Regions from separate parts of the Mus musculus genome. Here regions 1 and 3 are each linked to region 2. Evidence: chromatin contacts called from public promoter capture Hi-C data. All regions are on one chromosome and are shown on one strand. Each heading gives the region's core, a stretch centred on a gene start, on an enhancer-like site or on the middle of the called end of the contact. The rest is flanking DNA. Distances are from core to core; before and after follow the strand shown.

What was found. Promoter capture Hi-C pulls out the DNA fragments that hold promoters and counts their contacts.
Region 1: a contact with region 2 is called in a promoter capture Hi-C map of liver, with 2.1 times the contacts expected there. The contact joins the promoter of Mid2 here to the promoter of Rbm41 in region 2. A contact is called at or near these places in 2 of 39 promoter capture datasets (hippocampal neurons and liver).
Region 3: a promoter capture Hi-C map of pre-B cells shows a contact between it and region 2, with 5 times the contacts expected there. The contact joins the promoter of Atg4a here to the promoter of Rbm41 in region 2. A contact is called at or near these places in 6 of 39 promoter capture datasets (the 3T3-L1 cell line, the C10 cell line, erythroid cells and 3 more), 2 of 484 Hi-C or Micro-C datasets (CD4 T cells and uterus), 2 of 115 datasets of contacts at active chromatin or transcription factors (astrocytes and large pre-B cells) and 2 of 9 other capture datasets (adipose tissue and liver).

The regions. Positions count from the first base shown.
Region 1 is chrX:140,663,635-140,666,334 of GRCm38.p6, reverse strand. Mid2 (midline 2) reads right to left here and starts at 1,379. Exons shown (of 10, transcript NM_001358366.1): 1 at 1,057-1,379. The coding sequence starts at 1,060.
Region 2 is chrX:139,997,220-139,999,919 of GRCm38.p6, reverse strand. Rbm41 (RNA binding motif protein 41) reads left to right here and starts at 1,325. Exons shown (of 7, transcript NM_153586.2): 1 at 1,325-1,420. The coding sequence starts at 1,413.
Region 3 is chrX:140,955,520-140,958,219 of GRCm38.p6, reverse strand. It overlaps Atg4a (autophagy related 4A, cysteine peptidase), which reads right to left and starts at 1,313. Exons shown (of 13, transcript NM_174875.5): 1 at 1,249-1,313. The coding sequence starts at 1,258. It overlaps Psmd10 (proteasome (prosome, macropain) 26S subunit, non-ATPase, 10), which reads left to right and starts at 1,509. Exons shown (of 5, transcript NM_016883.4): 1 at 1,509-1,666. The coding sequence starts at 1,553.

The DNA.
Region 1 (2,700 bases), core at 130-2,629, 670 kb before region 2:
AGAGACAGACACACAACTAATGCCATTCAGCAGCCCCACCCTCCAAAATCTTCAAAAAAAATCAAAGTGATTGAAAAGCAAGAAGCCGCATTGCACAGGTTGACAGAGAAAAGCTGAGAGTGCAGGAACTCTGGTGGGAGATGTGGGGGCTTGAATAGAGACAGTACCTAAGGAGTGTGGAAGAGTGGGGAAAGTGAAGAGTCCAACAATCCCTGGATCCTAATTTCCTCCTCTAAATCGAAATGCCTCCTAAATAAATAAATACTATGCTGCACGTGAAGTGCGAAACAACCCAAGCCAGCTCATAACCAGTAATGTTCCAGTAATTTTTATGAGCCCGGAATGGAAAAGGCTCCCCTGTCCCTGCTTCAGTCGCAGTGTGTCCTATGGACACACTCAAGTTTTTCCCTCTCCACCCCCCCCCCCCCCACGGGGCTGCTTTCACAGCTAGGCCAGAAATAAAGAACCACCCAGACAGAGACCTGAAGATCGTTTCCCCAGCAGGGAGGAAAAGGGGAGGGAGAATTAAGTTTCTCCCGGGGTTCCCGCTCGCAGGGTGTCCACAGAATCTCAGGCTGCTGCGCCAGCACCACTGAGCCAACCGCCGACCTCGGGGCGCCGCCCGGGCCGAGGACGCCGTGGATTTCGGGAGCGTGGGAAGGCGGCTGCGCCCTTTCCCAGACTTGCGCCTAGGCGCCACGAGAGCTGAGCCGCTCCACTGCTTTCTCCCTGCTCGGCCTGGCCAAGCGGGAGGCCTCGGGCCGGTCCCCAGCCTGGGATCTAGGAGTGCAAACTCCTTCCCAGGAGGGCAGCGGCAGGAGCTCGGGTCACAACAGTGTGACAGACAACCGGGGCCCTGCCATTGCCGCCAGGACCCCGTCTCCCCCCTCTTGCCGCCCCCCCCCCCAAGCCCAAGTGTCCTCGGCCAGTTCCAGCCCCGGCGGCACCTGAAGAGCAGCAGGAGCCAGCCAGGGCCAAGCCCGGCGCGGGCGGCGACACTAGCCACCCCACCACCACCACCATCCCCCCGGGCCTCGGCGAGGGGACGCGTTTTACCCATATTGTTCCCGGGTGCCAGCCATCTCCTACGCGCGCCGGGGAGCGCCGGGCGCTCGCCGGCCTCCGCAGCAAGCTGGCTCGGGCTCCCGTGCAAGCTCCCGGGCCGCTGTCGCTGCTGCCGCCGCCGCCGCCGCCACCACCACTCTAGGCCGCCGCCCGCCTTCGCCGCTGCGGCCGCCGCCGCCGCCGCGCAACAGCCGGGATCCGCCAGCCCGCGCGCCCCACGGGGGACAGCACGGAGACCGCGACGTTCCCGCGTCTAGGTCTCCCGGGCTAAACTTAAAGAGTTTTCGCCTCTCGGTCCAGAGGCAGCACCATGACACCACCGCAGCACCACACTGTCATTTCCGCCGCAGCAGAGGGAAAAAAAAGGCAATCCCTTCGAAAGGAGGGTGGAGTGGGGGCAAGCAGAGCCGAGGCTGACACCCTACGGGAGCACGGGGAGGGGCCGGGCAGAAGGGGCGCTGGGCCACCTTCCTAGGCTCACCTTCCGCCGCCCCCGCCACTCCCAACTCCCCGTGCCCCTCCTCTGGAGGCGCGCTTACATGTTTTCTCCCCTGGCAGGAGTGACCAGAGAAACCCGAGCAAGCAAAGGCAGTGGGTGGGTGGGGTTCAGATTACTACTGTACCTACCAGCTGATTCCAGCAGCCTTTTCTCCAGCACCCTGTCATCTTGATGGAAGACACAGGGAGAAGGGGCCTGAGCAGGCGCGCACGAGCGTGTGTGTGTGTGTGTGTGTGTGTGTGTGTGTGTGTGTGTGTGTGTTTGCGCGTCCACGACCGGGTGGTGTGTGTGAAGCGCAGAAGGAAGACTGTGGCCAAACTCTTCACCCACCTACCTCCCTTCTACATCCACAAACCCCCAGATGAGAGCAAGGAGAAGGCTGTTGCACTCGCCAATGAAAAGAGTGTGCCTGGATCCTCCTCACAGGTCCTACTGGTGAAGCTGTTGTATGCAAAGTTAACTAGAGAGTAAAACAAAAATAGTGGAGGAGACAGAGAAGGGCAGACAATTGAAGGAAACCCAACCCCTTTTTCTTTTGACAAAGGGAGAATGGCAATGTTCTATTGGACTTGGGCACAAGTTGTTCAGGTGGATTAAAGCCACTAAAAGTGTATGGGGTAAGGTTTCTTTTGCACCTTCAGATCCTTGACCAATACAAAAGGGTCACTGCCAAGAGGACAATGAGGCAGATGCTAGCCATCCAGAATACAATGTCCCTAATAAGATCCATTTGGAAGCCAGGAGCCTCCCATTGGTCTGGATACAGCCTGTCTTTTAACCTATCACTGGCTCAAAGACTACCACCTCCCCCCAACACACACACACACACACACACACACACACACACACACACACTTAAAAGGTAGATGAGAGAAGGAAGCCACCTCAGAGGATATTCTTTCTAGCTCCACTCAAAATGAGGAAGGAATAAAGCAATCCGAAACAGCCCCTCTCACATGGGCCTCCCATTACTGTGCTTGGGAACAAATCCAGAAAAAAAAATGAAGGTAGATGGGTGTGTCTTATCAGGGAACCAATAGCAGTCAGCCAACAGCACTGTTAAACAAACCTGCTAGAGAACACTGGAGTGGAAATGAAGGGAAAAACCCAACCACATTACCTAAAAGGAAGTACAG
Region 2 (2,700 bases), core at 76-2,575:
CAAAAATCATGTTTTATTTTAACATAGTTCTAGATTTACATTAGAGCTTCATACTCTAGTGTTCCATATGTACTCTACTGTTTTTCTTAGAGTTCATGTCTAACACAACAGTATATTTGTCATGTACAATGAAACTTATTAAATAAAAACTATACTTTATTTATATGTACTTAGTTTTTACCGTGTGTCCTCTGTCTATTTCAAGATCCTACAATACATTTAGAAATCATATTTCTCTTGTTTCCTCATAAATGTGCAGAGTCTCAGAATTTTCTACTTACCTTTTATAGTTTGGAGGCATGGTAGTAGTCCTTCTTTGTTTTATATTTTTGTTTTGTTTTGGTTTTGTTTTTAGTTTTTTTCTTTCTTTCTTTTTTTTTTTTTTTTTGAGAATATGTAGACCTGGCTTGCTTTGAGCTATGTAATTAAATGAGCTTTGTAGCTTGAAATTTCCATCTTATAAATTAATACATTTTCATAACTTTAGAGATACTTGCTTTTCCATTTTGGGCCATTAAGAACACATACTTTTATTGTTTTTGTTATTCATGCTGTTGCTATTGTTGAAATTGGGTCTCGTGTAGTCCAGCCTGCCTTTGAACTTCCCGAACAAGTATTCCACTCCCAGTTTGTGTGGTGTTGAGGATCCCACAGGGGGCTTTGTGCATGCATGTCAAGCCAGCACGTTACAGATTCAGCTACATCCCTAAACCCGGGAACTAATGCTTTTAAACACTTTTCTATACGAAGCTTTTTAAAAATAAGCTATGCTCTGCATCGGAGTTTTTTGCCTGCATGTACGTGTGTGCTTGGTGTCCCAAAAACAAGTCAGATGCTCAGAACTGGAGTTATCGACAATTGTGAACTGCTGTATGGGAACTGAACTCCGGTTCAGTACCATATCTGACTCTGGCTTCGATATATTTTTATAAAATATTCAAAAGTCTGGGTACGTACTGCTTCTGACTTTAAACTAAGGGAACCCAGAAGGATCTGTTACAACTAAGAGAGAAGCATTAGTGCATACAATGTGGTTAGACCAGAGGCTTGAGGGGAAACAGCAGGCAGGTCAGATAAATCCTTAAAAGAGAAGCCTTGCTGACAAGAATGAAGACGGTGATTAGGAACAATATAGGATTTATTGATACTTAGAGAAAAATCCAAGAAGCCAAAGGTGAATCCTAGGCTTATGAGCTTTATATTTTGGATGTTATCTTTAACCTGGGCCAAAAATTCTTAATTTCCAATAAACCCATCACCCAATACCCGCTTTCTCTTTCCATCATCACATTACTACACTTCCCAGAGTTCCACGCTCCAACCTTCATCACCTTTGAGTCTGCCGCACAGATTGCTGGGAGTTGAGGTCTCCTTCCTATTTACCCAAGTTAGTGATAGGGGCCTGCGGAAACATGAAGAGGTAAGGTCATATCCGGGTTGCTGAAGGCAACTTTTATCTTTTACTATGAAACTTTTGTGTCTTTTTTTTTTTTTTCCCTTTTGTTTGGGATGTGTCACGTTCTTGAGGGGCGGTTTTTCTCCAGCGGGAAGACAAAGGAGAAAGGAGGAGGGAAGGCCGGCAGGCTGGACCAGTCTGCGGGGGTGAAGTTCTGGAAGGGCCGTAGCCAGGCGGGTTTCCACTGGAATGTTTCCCTCAGGGCAGAAGCGTCTGGAGCTGCCTGGCCTCTCACATTCCTGACTCTCCGGATGCTCACGCCAGCCACTCCCTGGCCCGCCCGCTGGTCCTGCTAGGTCTCACCGGCCAGAGGGTCAGAGGGTGGGCACTTTACTTTGTCTAGATTTTAAAGACATAATGGGCCCGCCACACCGGGTAGTGCTTTGAGATCTTCAAGTTACAGGGTGATAGTTTGCATCTCCAAATTGAGCGCAGATCTGGCTTCGGGTGCTTTGGAAGAAGAAAGGAAACTTAGGGCAGTTTCCCCTCCTGATTCTGCAGTAAATGGCCCTTTGAGCCTGGTGCGGACCTCCCTGAGGCCGGAGCTTCCCAGTTATTGACAGGACAGGAAACCTTAAGAAAAAGGAGCCACTTAGTTTTGGCTTCACACTGCCATTGAATCTTCGCACTGGAACAGTGGCACAAAGAACCTGTTTAGGAATGCTTTCTCCTGAATTGTTTTTAAAAGGTTTTTGTTGTTGTTTGTTTCATTTGTTGTCTTGTTTTCATGTTTCCTCTGCTTGAATTATTTTAATTATTCTGTGATGAGATTCCTCATACATGGAAAGTGAATCTAGTGTATTGCTTGGGTGATTATAAAGAGCTGTTTGCTATACAGGTTAAGAGGTAGGACATGATTCACATAAGTGCCTTAGAAGCCCCCTTGGCTCTCAGATTGCTTCTTCCCCTTTTATCTAGGAGTTTGCACCAATTACAATTATTCCTTTGCCTTTTGTTTGTTTGTTTTTGTTTTGTTTTCTTGGGTTTTTTTAAGACAAGGTTTCTCTGTGTAGCCCTGGCTGTCCTGGAACTCATTCTGTAGACCAGACTGGCCTCGAACTCAGAAATCCGCTTGCCTCTGCCTCCTAGGTCCTGGGATTAAAGGTGTGAGCCACCACAGCCCAGCTGTTTGTTCCTGTTTTGTTTTTTGTTTTTTAGTTCATTTTCCACATAAGAGTTTAATCCCTGAACAAAATATTCCTAGTATCATCTGTGCTTTAACCTTATATAAATGAGAGTATATT
Region 3 (2,700 bases), core at 64-2,563, 960 kb before region 2:
GTATTTAAAAGAATATGTTCCTGGATTATCAATATTTGGACATAACTTACTGCATGAAAACATATTTTCAAAGAGTTTTCTAAAGATTAAAAAGAACATTTGGAATAAATTTTAATGATAGAAAATAGCAACTTTAAACATCAGCTAAGCAAACAGTACTTCCCTCAAAGAATTCCGTTCTCTTAGTATTTCTGTGTTAAAAATAAATTTCACTGGGGTCTGGAAAGATGGCTCAGGGTTTAAGAGCACTGGTTGCTCTTCCAGAAGACCTGAGTTCAATTCTCAGTACACACATGGCAACTCACACTGTCTAACTCAGATCTCAGAGGATCCAACATTCACACGGTGTACAGACACACATGCAGGCAGAAAACACACTCACACAAAATTTTAAAAAGCTAAAAGCATTATATAAACACATACTCCACTATTATTATATCCCGAATTTCATCAATTAACATTTGTCATAACTTGTGTTCTCGAGTTGGTTTTATCATCTGTCCTGCAAAGCTTAAAATAACTATGATCTGGCGTTATATAAAAAGTTTGCTAAGCCCTGTTCTATACCATAACAAAGGAGACAAACTTCATCAGTCACTTTAAAAAATATATCTTTAACATTTTTCTAATGTCTTTTTTGATATTTTCTATAAAAGATAAGCCTTGCATCTCTTCTGCTGCAGCACTATTTGGAAATTCACCTTTAAAAAAAAATCCACATTGTTAGCTTAGCAATCTAGCAAAGTCTCGATGGTAATTGCCATTACCATGTTATTAAAGTGACAACATCATATACCCTGATATCCCTAAGGTGACCGCTGTTACTCACTGAGGTCTCTTAGGTATCTAGTGGCTCCTATGGCATCACACCCTGTCTTTAGCATCATTCTGGCACATCACCTCTGTATGGTGTAATGTATAACCTGTGTTGTAGCAGAGCCTTACTCTGATGCCACTCCGGAGAAATGCCAGAGTAACTAGCCTGTGCTTCTTTCCACTCCTTAAACAGTGGTAGGGAGGGGGAGGGTAGCTACAGTCAATGGTTCAAGCTCAGAGGTAGTACTCTGCTCCAACTCTGTCCCTTCCGCCTGCCACTGCAAGTGAGGGCCCCGAGGGACAAGATCTGTAGGATCCCAGAACTCTCTTGCGCTGCTACAGTTTTCATTTCATGTGGCCAACTTACTGGCCCACCAAAGACCACCCACCCTAGCTTTTTCACACAGTACTACCAGAAGCCGCTCCCATTACCTGACTCCATTCTCCAGCTGTCATCCTGGGCCAATTCCACCGGCAACTTGACTACGGCTTTCTCTAAGGATTCTGGGACTTGTAGTTCCACTTTGCTAGGACCCGGAACTGAGTGACTTCCAAAGACGCCTCCAGGCCTGGATCTGCTTTCAAACTGCAACTCCCAGAAGCTCCAGGCTATGGGCGGGGCTACAAGGAAAACAAAGATCAGTGATTGGAGAATTTCTAGTACTTTGATTGGTCGCCGGAACAGGAAATGCGAGTGGGCGGGGCTTGAGTTTCACGGAGGTCTTGGGAAGGCGAAATGGAGGGGTGTGTGTCTAACATAATGATCTGTAACCTGGCCTACAGTGGGAAGCTGGATGAGTTGAAGGAGCGCATTTTGGCTGATAAATCTCTGGCTACTAGAACTGATCAGGTAAACCAGCCCGAGGGCTTGTCGCCTAGCAGCGGGTGTCAACGAAGCCCTACATGGCTTCCGGGTCCTAACTTGGTGTGAGGCCACTTCTGCGCTCCTCCCGCCCACTCCTCCCTCTAGTAGCCTTGGGTTAAAACACGACTCCTGGTCCAACTGTAACCCCTCAGAGACTTTGGGACAGGGTGGGGAGGGGAAGCTAAGCTTGCTGAATTTCATATATTTCTAGAACACCCACCGCTTTTCTCAGAAATTTCCAGAGTTAAGAGACAGCGCGATGGAGATCTGTGAAAAAAGCTTGTTAGGTGGATTTTTCTTTAGTTGTAATCCCAGTCAGTGGCCCACGAGTAACCAAATGCCCTTTGTGTGTATGTCAGGAAGTTTGAGAGGAGCTGGGAATTTCAGTCAAGTCGGAAAAAAACAGGCATAAATGAAATAACGGTACATGTCTTATTACATATTTTAAATCCCCCAGAAAGAAGTTTACATCATTTCAGAACATAGAAGGAGAAGACATGATAGGAATAGTTGGGAAGGGCTTTGTATAGAAGGGGAGGTGATTTACACTGTGAAGAAAGAATGGGGTTCCATGTGGGGCGAGTGAACTGTGGCAAACAAAAGAGAATGGACATTGGGAAGTATTTCTGTTCAGATCAACTAAGTCTCAGGTTTTTATTGTGACTTTCCAAATCATAGGTTGCCTTCTGTGTTGAGAGGCAAGTGTTAAACATTAGTAAGACAGTACATCATACTTCAGAACTTCCATGTTGTCTCTTTTAGAAGAGAAATCGGAGAGACTGCTTTTTTTTGTCCTGGAATTTTCCTTTATTACTCAACAGTAGAATTCCCCTATGTTCACCGCGTTTGCTTTTGTGATGGTCTGGTGATGTGGTTTAAATTTAATAACGTGTATTAAGACTTAATCCACTAAAAATAAGGAGTCAGTGACATAAAAGAGACTGCTAATCAGGATTAAGAAGTTAAATACAACAACCAAATGCAATTAATTTATAGACTTTATTTGCATCCAGATGTAA